Linked DNA regions of Mus musculus: all the other regions are linked to region 1. Evidence: chromatin contacts called from public Hi-C data. All regions are on one chromosome and are shown on one strand. The core of a region is the stretch at or near the end of the contact, and the rest is flanking DNA. Distances in the headings are between cores, read along the strand shown. Region 1 overlaps Pde7b (phosphodiesterase 7B). Region 2 has its middle 130 kb from the start of Pde7b. Region 3 overlaps Gm33510 (a long non-coding RNA gene).

Evidence for each region. A called contact is a pair of places that touch in the nucleus more often than the background predicts.
Region 2: a contact with region 1 is called in a Hi-C map of muscle stem cells, with 1.7 times the contacts expected there. The contact joins two enhancer-like sites. A contact is called at or near these places in 9 of 484 Hi-C or Micro-C datasets (the HL-1 cell line, adipose-derived mesenchymal stem cells, bone marrow-derived macrophages and 6 more), 4 of 115 datasets of contacts at active chromatin or transcription factors (bone marrow-derived macrophages, cardiomyocytes, embryonic stem cells and 1 more) and 1 of 9 other capture datasets (embryonic stem cells).
Region 3: a Hi-C map of uterus shows a contact between it and region 1, with 1.9 times the contacts expected there. The contact joins two enhancer-like sites. A contact is called at or near these places in 2 of 484 Hi-C or Micro-C datasets (both in uterus) and 1 of 9 other capture datasets (embryonic stem cells).

The regions. Positions count from the first base shown.
Region 1 is chr10:20,407,596-20,411,572 of GRCm38.p6, forward strand. Pde7b (phosphodiesterase 7B) reads right to left here. Exons shown (of 12, transcript NM_001347366.1): 10 at 2,748-2,844. Among named protein-coding and RNA genes, the nearest start is that of Mtfr2, 62 kb to the left of the region's middle. Within about 2 kb of position 1,771, at least 28 of the 459 cell types and tissues checked have an H3K27ac peak or open chromatin away from gene starts, as enhancers often do. A contact at or near this core is called in muscle stem cells and uterus, where this site is marked.
Region 2 is chr10:20,672,104-20,675,879 of GRCm38.p6, forward strand. It overlaps a transcript of Pde7b not described here. Among named protein-coding and RNA genes, the nearest start is that of Pde7b, 130 kb to the left of the region's middle. Within about 2 kb of position 1,893, at least 53 of the 459 cell types and tissues checked have an H3K27ac peak or open chromatin away from gene starts, as enhancers often do. A contact at or near this core is called in muscle stem cells, where this site is marked.
Region 3 is chr10:20,817,021-20,820,724 of GRCm38.p6, forward strand. It overlaps Gm33510 (a long non-coding RNA gene), which reads right to left. Exons shown (of 3, transcript XR_380150.1): 3 at 2,901-3,079. Among named protein-coding and RNA genes, the nearest start is that of Gm33510, 20 kb to the right of the region's middle. Within about 2 kb of position 1,706, at least 17 of the 459 cell types and tissues checked have an H3K27ac peak or open chromatin away from gene starts, as enhancers often do. A contact at or near this core is called in uterus, where this site is marked.

The DNA.
Region 1 (3,977 bases), core at 521-3,020:
TTAACATGTCAAATCTGGGGATTGAGCATGGGTTGTCAGTCTTGGTGGCAGGTACCATTGCCATTTTCAGTGATAGAAAAGTTTTCTACACACTCTATTCTGGGGACTCTCTGAAGCATGTCCAACACACTAGGAACTAAAATTTTAATTTCTTTTTACATTATAATTAATTAAAATTTAGCTAAGCCACATGAGCCTCAGAGATACCATAGTTTGGAGAGCAATGAGCCCTCCATTACAGGCCTGTCCCATTACCTGTCTTTCTGTGAGGTGTTCTTTATTCTTTCTCTTACTCACCAGACAAGTATGAAACACTTGTCTTCAAGAATTCTACTAACCAATGTAGAAAGTACAGAGAGGAAAACTCAACAGTCTCTCCTCTGGGAATGTTGCAGATTAGCATTTGGGGTCTTACAATGGTACCAGCCATATTTCTTGATGGCAACTGTAACATACCATGCAGAGTTATTCATATAAAAATACATTTTACTGAGGATTAGACAAAGATAGAGTGGATGTTTAATAAAAACTTCTGGAAAACTAGGTTACTTGTGGACATATCAACCCATATTTACAAAGAACCTTTTTAAAGCGTTGAGGACTGGAGGGGAGGAATACCTGACCTCACAGTTTTCCTAATTCATAAGCTGCCATTTTTCTCCACCCAACCCTGTACCTGAAACCTCAACTTAAAGGATATTTTTTGTTTGTTTAATGTGATGCATGATATCTGTCATGTTTGTCCTAACTGGGCATAGTGGCCCTCACATCCTAGGATCTGAGGCAGGAGTGTAAGTTTGAGACCAGCCTCTCCTAAATATCAAGGCCTTGTCTCACAGCAGCAGCAGCAGCAGCAGCAGCAGCAGCGACAACTAAGAACTGTTGAAAGAAGCCTGGCTGCTGGGGAGATGAGCTGGCATTTGAGTCCAGATCCACAAGCAAAAGCCAGATGGGGCTCATCAAGATGACAGGAGTCATTCCTATAGAGTTAAAAGACATCCACTAGGGGAAAAAGATAGTTCCGATGAGCAGAGTCTGTTCTTCTCAAAGCAGACGGGATGTCTGGACTGCAGGGCCCTTAACTGAAAGGGAACAAGTCAGTTCCTTGGTTCCTTGGTCTGCTGGGAGATCTGCAGTGTAGGTGAAAGCTCTTCCCTAGTGACCGTGGTGGCAAACATTCCCGGTCTTTCTACGTAACTGTGCTGCATCTCATTAGGGCAGGTTTTTGCAAAGAAACATAGTAACCTGATTGCCCGATGCCATCGATTCCTTGTAGTTAGTAACTTTGATTCCTGAACTCTGTGTCTGCCCAAGTGGTGCAACCACTGTCCCCAAGTCGCCTAGAGTCTGAATTAAGTGTCCGATGGGCAGATCAAAGCTTTAAACCACAATGGACAGCAATCATAGCCCATGATGGGATCAGAGGCAAGTGGGCCAGAGGAGAATCTTGATCTTCAATACTGTAGTCCTAGCCTTCTCTCCTGCTGCTATTTCAATAGTTTATGTATCACACCGGGAAGCAAGCACTCAGCCTAACTTTAAACCCTCTCTGCGCCAACTTCACCATGCTTACTTTTGTTCTCAGTGGAGACTTTATGTCTTGGCCAACGAGAACTGCGATTCTAACTTCTCATGACTCATGTTGACTGCACATGAAATTCCAGAGGCACAGACGTCACGTGAGCGCTTTTACTCCCAGACTGTGACAGTGAGCAGAGTCTCTGGCCTTGTGTGAACCCAGCCCTACTCTGTCGTCTGTCATTGGAACCACCGAGATGTCACTGACACATCTTTCAGTGGACATTTTTCCAAAAGGCTCACTGTTGCTGTCTGACCTCCTCACAGAGCTGGTATGTGGGACACTTCGAGCTTTATTTGTTCCCAGACTCTTAAACCTGATGCTGTCACTAGCACGAGGGCCCTGCTGGTGCCCGAGCAAACATTGTGAATGTTGAAACCCAGCCTGAAGAATCAAGCCTGTGTGTAAAGGCCTACTTCCCACCCAGCATCAAGATTCTGCTTGCCGATTTATTGCCTTCCTTATGAAGGAAGGTAACCTTTGAAAAAAAATTATGGTCTACCTTAGGGCCATTCAGCATTCCACAGTAAAACCCACATGTGTTATTGTTGAAACTGAATTCAAATGGTCTAACTCTTGTAAACTCTTGTTAGTTCTTGGCTAACTTTGACCTGTATCATTGGAAGTTTTAAGAACCAGAGAAAAAGGCATACAAAAGGCTCTGAATTATTCTCTCAGAATGGAAGACATTGACTTAAAAACAATGCTTAGCCTTCAGGCTGTGCTCAGCTCATTCAAATGAAGGTCAGGGCAAAAATCAAACTTGTCTGCCATACTGTTACAGTCACAGGACACACACACACACACACACACACACACACACACACACACACACACGGCTGTTTGTATGTGTCTCTGCAAATATGTGAATATATATACATATACACACATATATGGCTGTCTGTGTCTGTATGTGTATGTGCATCTTGCTTTGATTCATTGTGTTGTGTTGTTATTACCTGTTTCCATAATAAGTCTGTGATATTTATTATATTTATTTAAATCTTTCTTCCCCATGAAAGGGTTGGATGAGTCACAAGAAACTTAAAGGAGAAGGCTAGGATAATTAGAGTAGATGAAAGGATTGATGTTAGCCGCTCCTGTTTTATTGGGAGAACTGTCCAAAAGGAGGCAGGGAGAGGAAGCCTTGGCTGTGGGTTCTACCAACCTTGTCTGTAGAATTCCTCACAGACCCTTTCACTCCACTGCTTGCTCATCTCCCAGATACGACAAGGATTGCAAATGTCAGCACACTTCAAGGCGATCTGAGAATGGACAGGGCACAGAGACAGGGCGGTCAGAGAGAATGTTCTTTCATTTGCAAATGTACCCAAGCCAAAGGTGCTGCAAGGTCCGTCAGTCTGTCTCAGGTACCAAGCCCATGTTTACAGAGGACTTCCCGGACATGCTTCTTCAGGAGACAACTGTTATTCACAACTGCACAAAGCCCTTCATTCAGAACCCCCCACGTTATAACAATGAGAAGAGAACAGTCACCATTCGAGGGCACTGGAGAGGACTCAGGTGGGCAAGCCAATGAAAGCCCTGGTCTGGCTCCTTATGTTATTCTATCCCTCTGAGACAGGTTGTTGCAGGGATCTGGCCAGACTCAAATATGATCACTGAAAGTCACTGTTCTTATTTTTTCCATTGAATTTTAAAATTATTCTATTTATTAAATTATATTAATTTTATATAATTATAATAAAACAATAATAATTTATTAAACTATTCATACATTAAATCCTGGTGGTAGTTTCCCCTCCCTCCCTCCCTCCCTCCCTCCCTCCCTCCCTCCCTCCCTCCCTCCCCCTGCCACCTCCATCTCCCCCACCTCTCCCTTCCACATCCACATCCACTCCTCTTCCATTTCCTTTCAGAAAAGGGCAGGCCTTCCAGAGATATCAACCAAACATGGCATATCAAATTTCAATAAGACTAGGCACCTCCCTTATATTAAGGCTGGACTAGGCAACCCAGTAGGAGGAAAAGGGTCCCCAAAGCAGGCAAAACTGTCAGAGACAGCCCCCCACTCCCTCTGTTAGGAGTCCCATAAAAACACCAAGCTATACAACTATAACGAATCTACAGAGGACCTAGGTTAGATCCATGCAGCCTCCCTGGTTGTCAGTTCAGTCTCAGATGGAAGATACTCTCATGTTGACACTCTCTGTGTATGTCTTAAAGTGTGTTTGCATGTACATGTCTGTGTAGTATAAACATGCTTAGACTGCCAGCCAAGATACTACTAAGTCATATTAAACCTGGCAATCTTGTGTTTCCGTCTTGGGTTGCTAGATATTGCTCTGGATCTGGGGTGTCTGTTTGGTTTTGTTAGTAGTGATGATTCTCGGAGAGTTCTCTTGAATTCCCATATAAGAAGGTTCTCCTTTTTGAC
Region 2 (3,776 bases), core at 643-3,142, 260 kb after region 1:
TATTGAAATACAAAAGGGAATCATAATAATTAATTTATAATTTGTTTTATGTTTTGCTTTGGGAAATTACAAGTTGTTTTCTGACGTACTTCTCATGTATCTTACCTTTTAATGTTTGTGTAATAATTCTCCTAAGAACACTTTTCAGTATACTCGTTTTTAATTTCCATGACCACTCAAGCCCAGCGATGCCATTAAACTCCATCCCCCAATTCTTCTAAGCATATCAGTCTTTATATACGAAATTCCCTTACAATCACTTTTAACAGGAACTCAGTATTTTGATTCTATTTTAATCAAAATAGATGCTGTCGTTTACAGCATTTCTAGATCAGTTTGGGTCGTGCAGACTACAGTGGAAATTCCAAAGACTCAAAATTCCTTTGGATTGACATCATCCCTAAAATATACTGAGAGATTCCTAAATATCAGAGGCATTTTTCCATGCCCCTGTCCTACAATGCTATATTGTGTTTCTTTGCATTATGTTCCTGGAGGAAGTGTGCTGCAGAGGAAAAATGCACTGAGCAGGAAACGCAGGCCGTAGAGTTGAAGCGTTCTGCGGTCGTGTGATCTTAGGCAAGTGACAACCACTTGTTTTTCTCAGTAACATCGCACTGATAGAGACTGCGCTCAGACAGCTCTTGCAAGGATGGAATGGGCAGGAGTCCTTTAACTCCATGTCTGTCAGGAGGAGCAGATGGAGCTGAACGCTGCTTTGTACATCAATGCTTCAGATTGCCAAGTAACAGCCCTTACTTAAAACTCACAGCAATCAGGCATCAATAAGCACATTTCTTTTAAAAGAAGATGCACAGAATTAGGTGTCTATGTGTTGGCTCGTGTGTGGGTTTGTGTCCGTGAGTGTAGGCGCCCATGGAAGTCAGAAGAAGGTGTCAGATCCCTTGGAGCTGGAGTTACAGGTAGTTGTGAGCTGTCTGATATGGGTACTGGAAATCAAAGTTGGGTCCTTTATAAGAGAGGTCCCTACTCCTGCTGAGTCAGCTTTCCAGCCCCAGCTAAACACTGTTTGGATACGAACAAGCCACCTTGGTAGAAATTGAAGCCAGGTTGAGGACCAAGTGCTGCTTGACCAGCTTTTGAGCAGTTTTATCTTCTGATTCTCACATTCCTAGTCAGCAGAGTTCTACCAACAGCGCCTCAGAGAGTTGCTATGTGGACTGAGCCGATGCATGCCTTTCCAATGTTGAGAGCCATGTGCCTAAGCTACTGTCCTTAGAGTCTTTATTTTGTTTGACTTTATCAGGAAAGAAGAGCTGGGAACCAAATATGAGTTACCTTTTCTTGTTAGAGAAGTCCTCTAAAATATATTCAACACATGCTGTGCCCAAGATACACAGATTACAGATGTGATAAAAAATTTAGGGTTCAAGTAACAGTTATATTATCTAGGTATCTGTCTGGATCCTAGAACTTAGGAGGCAGAGACAGAGGCAGGCAGATTTCTGTGAGTTCAAGGCCAGCCTGGTCTACAAAGTGCATCCAGAACAGGATATAGAATAGCCAGGGCTATTACACAGAGAAACCCTGTCTCAAAGAACCAAATCAAACAACAACAACAACAACAACAACAACAACAACAAACACCAACAATGTTACTTGAAGATTCCTTCAATCATCTCAAATGTTCTATTTTCATAGACCTGTCCCATTTCACTCGCCGTGTACGAAAGGGAGCTTGCCTTATTTTCCACACGAGGTCTGCTGACTCAGGGGACAAAAAAGAACAAATTGTGTAATTTGAGTTGAGAGCAATCATTTTTGCAGTTGTTCTTTTAAAAAAGAAAGAAAGGGAAAAAAATCCTCACATAGAGAGCCAAAACTTGCTTAGAGACCTGTGAGCTCTGCTGCCATTGACGTCACTTGGAAGTTGTGTGGGCAGAAATTGGCTGACTTCCTCCAGTGTGTCTTTTGAAAGCTGAACATACTGGAAAAAAGGCAGTCTTTTAATCTCAAACAACAGTGGGGAGAAAAGTCTCACAAACAGCTCTCCTGTTTATAGCCAAACACCTATCTGAGCACTGTGCTCCTGCGATGAATTTTCTCGGAGCTCAGCCAGGGAGGGATATTCTCCATGTCTGAAATGGTGAACATACAATGTGTAAGTGGAAATTCCTATTTGGATATGGAAACTGAAACTTAGAGGGTTCCAGAATCATTCGTAAGGCCACCAAAGGCCTGCAGCTGGAGTGAACCCCTCACATTCTGTTTTCTAGACCCTTGTAGAGTTCATGATGGGCAGTGGTATTCCTGTACACTTGTCTTCATTATACAGACTCTAGGAGCCAAAGTGCGTATTCATGAGAGCCAGTAGCTTGTCTACTGCACGTCACTAATAGTCGTGGAAACAAGCTAGGCAGAGTCTGTTGACATTGAAGAAAACCTGGAGACAGTTGGGGATCACAAAATGCTGCCCCTAGATAGTGCCATAGATTAAGGTACTTGTACCAGGAACTTCCTTAATTCTAAGTGTTTTGCTCTCCAAGGGCCCTGCTTGGGGGATAAGAAGAAGGCAGTGCCTCAACTGCACTTCACCATCTAGATTTATTCTTATAAAGATCTGGTCCCCACTCATTAACTCAATCATTGAAAAAGTCTATATTAAAAGTCTATTTTGGAGCCTGGGAGATGCTCAGTTGGTAAAGTGCTTACCTTGCAAGCTAGAGGGCCTGACTTCAATTTCTTGAACCCGTGTTTAAAAAGTGCACTCTTGGAATTCCAGTGCTCAGAGAAGCAGAGGTAGGCAGATCTCTGGAGCCTGCTGGCCAGCCAGCCAGCCTGGCTTGCCTCATTGGCTAGTTTCAGTCCAGCAAGAGACCCTGTCTCAAATATTATTTTAAAATTAAAAGGCAGATGGTCCCTGAGGAGCAGTCCATAAGGCTGTCCGATGATTTCTATGTTAACACACATGTGTGTGCAGGGATTCACATTCCAAGCAACAAGTAGTCATAGCCCACATAGACTTTGAATCAGGTTGTAAGCAATCAGCTACAGAGAGCGTTTTCAAATTCAAATTCTGAAGATCCATTTAATAAAGATGTATGACTGTTATTTCTCCTACCAAAAAAAATGAATCACATATCACATATTCTAGGTTGTCAACCCCAACGGCCTCTCATCTCACTACATAGGGAAGTGTATAGACATATTATTCACCTTGGTATTGATTCGTGCATATTCTTTAACCAGATGCATACAGTTGAAGCCATGGAGAAGCCATGTACTCAAAGGTTTTGCTTTTCTGCCTGGCTTCATTCTGCTGCTTCTTAAAGAGAAGCCATCATTGAAAAATGTCACCCCTCGGATGCCTGCCAGCTGAAAGAGTCTGGGAGTGGCTGCTACTTCAATTCCTCTCATAAATATCTGTGATGGCCAAATTCCTGGCACTCCTGTTGATAGGAGTCCAAGGCGTTTCTTTCCTGGCTCTGGCCATCAAAGCTGTACAATCTGTCATCATACGACCTCAGAAATAAAAGGCTGTTTAGAAAGGCAAGTGCCATTTAGACCTATGTGTCAAAGATTTAGCTATTGAGAAGAAAAGAGGTTTCATCAATCAAGCCTAACTATTAACATGGGTAGGGAGAAATTATAAGCCATCAGTCCTAAAATAACTAAGAATGTCTGAGGTCAGTCAATTGGAAATAGGGGGTATGGCAAGCTAGCCCATGTGCGAGGATTTAGAAAAGTATTGCAGAATAAGGGAGTCAATCTTGTGTGTGTGTGTGTGTGTGTGTGTGTGTGTGTGTGTGTGAGTG
Region 3 (3,704 bases), core at 456-2,955, 410 kb after region 1:
TTTTAAAAATATATAACTTTGCTTTCATTAAAATGTGTGGAAATGGCACTATACACTCAAGGGTGCACAGTTAATTAAATAAATTTGTAATATATAAAAACAAATGAAATGACTTATAGAATATATAAAATTCTCATAAATTACTGAGAACAAAGCAATTAAAATGAGACTGACAGTCAATTTACATGAATGAAAAAACTCATAAATATTTTAAAAATTCTGTCATGCTGCTATTGCTAGGCTAAAAGTTATACATCAATCAAAACAGCAAGATACTACTTTTAACTCAACAATTTACTCAAAAATTTAAAAATTAATTAAAAAGATATAACATAAACTTTGAGACTAGGTCTTATGAAAGTTGGTATTAATTGTCAACTTGACAGTCTAGAATCCTCTAGAACACTGGCTTCTGGGCATGCTTATGCGTTAGTGACTTGATTGTGCATATAGTGGAAAGATCTGTCCACTGTGGGCGGCACAATTCCCTATGTGGGATCATGAACTGTGTAAGTAGAAAAAGAGACAGTGTGAACTCATCTCCCTCTGCTTTCTGACTGAGAGTTGTAATGTGACCAGCTGCCTCTTCAATCTCTCCTGCCTCTAGGATTTCCCCACCATGATGGTGCTAGTGTGTGAGCCAAAGCATACTTTTCTTTCAAGTTGATTTTGTCATGGTCTTTTTTCACAGCAACAGGGAGCTTACTAAGACAGGTCTCTAGTTCCAAAGTCCTTATTCTTCAGTATGTGTTTGTCTCATGGAATAAGCATTGTAGATAATAAGGTCACTGGTCTGAAAAGGGTGGTTTCTCATCTATCAGCGTTATAATTTCCTGGAACTTGTCAAAAATATAAATTCGCAGGCTCTGCTTCAGACAGTCTCACTGGGAGATTTGGAGGGTCGGGCTCACAACCTATGTTTTCACAAGTGATTCTGATTCATGCCCTAGTTTGAGATTTGCCAGAGTAGAAGACTAGATGTCTGTTAAAGACCTGAAACAATAGAAACAACAAATTAATGATTAAAGTGAAGAGAATGAGTCAGGCAGGAAGAGAATTTGTTGGGAGGAATAAAGAAAATGTTAGATTTCTTTAGAAGATTGTAACTGTGGTGGCTAACCACATATGGAAAATCAGAGCTTTTTAAAAAATAATTGGGTAAGGTTAGGGGGCTGAAAGACAAACTAAGAGAGATGATCAAGTCACTGTGTTGGCAAGTAGACGGGAGCATGGGTGTGCTTCATTCCTGAAGCCATGGAGCAATACTGGGTGTTCCCTAAATATTAGCATATGGTGACAAGGAAAGACACATACTCTCTTGTAAGGTGGAGCTCACGTGGCGAAGTCTAGAATATTCCGTGGCATTAATGAGGAGTGTGAGGAGGTTATCTGCACTGTTCATGAGACTACCTGAAGGGTTTGGAAAAGTTCTGTAGTGTTTATTGTTTATTCTTTACCAATTTTACATTTGTTAAGCATCGGTGTTAGGGAGCAGATTTAATACATAATACAAAATACTAAAGCAAGCACATGCCTCCTCTCCCATGCATTGTATCTAACACATGTGTCTTGGATTTTCAATAGATTCATGGTAAGAGAATTTTTCTTTGAAGTTATAAAGTTGAGCCATTTATAGTCCTAAGTCATATCCTACTTTCAACAAACCTTCATGCTTACGCCATCAGCTCTGTGGTTTCTGCCTTTCTATTCCTGTGTAAATGACATCATCAGCATATTGTGCTCAGGATCCTTATTATAGACCTGGAGGAGGTTAACGTTGCTCTTATTCTTCCTACTCCTTAGAAAGACGTCACTAAGAACACTGTTTCTATTCTTAAGCATTATAAGATTTATGGTGAAAATGTGTATATGGAATTAGATCCTGTCAATCCCTGAGAAGAAACGAAAGCAGGGCCATCCCCTCAGGTGAGTGAATGAGCGACTAGAGCAAACCCACCAGCTGTCACAGATCCAGGCAAAACTTTTCAAAATCTAAGCTGGCTGCTGTGGACTGTAAAGATCTTTTTCAAAGTGAGAAGCACTTCTTGTCATCCTCCCCCAAAGACTATGGAGGCAAGCTGCCACAGCTCACCCTGAACCAGCCAGGGTGTGTGAAGACCAAGATCAACCCTGGAATTAAAAAGCAAATAAATAAAATGCTTTATAGGGTCAAGCTCAGAAGGATGTACTGTTCTCTGGAGAAAAATGAGGTTACAGGCTGGTATTTCAAATGAGCCACAAATTCTGTATCTGTCCCAAATGGGGGATAATATTTTATTGAATAATAAATTTAAAATGAATCCACTTCTTTCTACTTATGACTTAGGAAGTACTCACGATGTCGCCTCTGTAGCCAGAGTGTAATTCTCCCACTGACGAATGAAAGAAGCCAGTGTGTCTGTGGGTAAGAGCATCCAAGTAGGAAGATGAAGATGAAGCGAAATAAAGTTTCATGAGAGTTAATTTTTGAATAAAAACCAAACCAATGTCCTCCAGGGTTTCAAATATGTGGATGCTGTTGGTGTTGCAGACCTGGTGAACAGAGATGCACAGGGCAGCACTGAGTACCCCTCTATCTTTACTCACAGGAGGAAACTATGAATACATTTATAATGGTCAGTTTAGGATTTTATTGCTTTTGGCAAAAGTCCACTTGAAAGCAAACAAAATAAAGAGCCAACGTTATACAATTATACAAATAAGGATTCAAAGGGAGTAAAGTTGAATTCTTCCTCAACAGGCAATATTTTCGATCTATTTCAAAATAAGAATTTGTAATGGAAACAAGTAAGAAAGGTATTTAGCTTAGACATGGAAGGTGAATATTATTTTTGAGTTAGGACACATTTGTCAGTAAGATATTCTATTAAAGCAGCAAGTTTCTTTCTTCCATGAATATTTTTATTTTATTTCAAATGTACACAGAGACAAAAATTCGAGATAGCCAGGCAGAAGTCCAAGGAATTTTTAACCTGAATGTGGGAGTGTACACATTGAGTTGTTTTGATTCAGGGGAGAAGCAGGTTTCTAGATGAGATTTTTCTGTTGGAAGATGTATGGAAAGGTGCAGATCTTCTTCCTAAACAAATGAAAGCAAACTGTAGTGAGTTCTTTGGGGGTGCCTTATCTGCATGCAGTCCGTCATCCTCATACCTAGCACCATACATACGGTGTAGCTGCGGGCTAATGGTGGGATGGGCGTGGTTCCTTGAAGTCGAAGGGCCATTGGCCAGCATCTAGCCAGTCTCTCTCAGGACACTTTCAGATTGGTTCGTTTCCGTCTTTTATTTCTTGTGGCGTCTATTTGAAAGACATGACTTTCTAGGAAATTTTGCCCTCAACTAAAAATATAAATATGATTCTAGACAGTCATTTTTACTATTACCTTACTAAAGGGTAAGTTTGGGTTGCATTACATGCTAAAAGGGAAAATAAATATTTATATCGCACTCATAATGTTATTTATTTTTGCCCTTTTTCTTTTCTTTTCTTCTTTTGTTCACCTGACAGCTTCGCCCATTGTATCTTATGCTCTATAAAATCAGTGTGGTCTTCCTTTCTCTTCCTTTGTCACACACTAAATTGTTTTTCTTTTGGAAGACTTTCATCTTCCCACAGTTGCTTGCTTACTTCCTGTTTTTTTAAGAAAACCTTTATTCATATGTTTGTCTCCTTATATTTACGTCTTTCTCTTGCCTCACCTG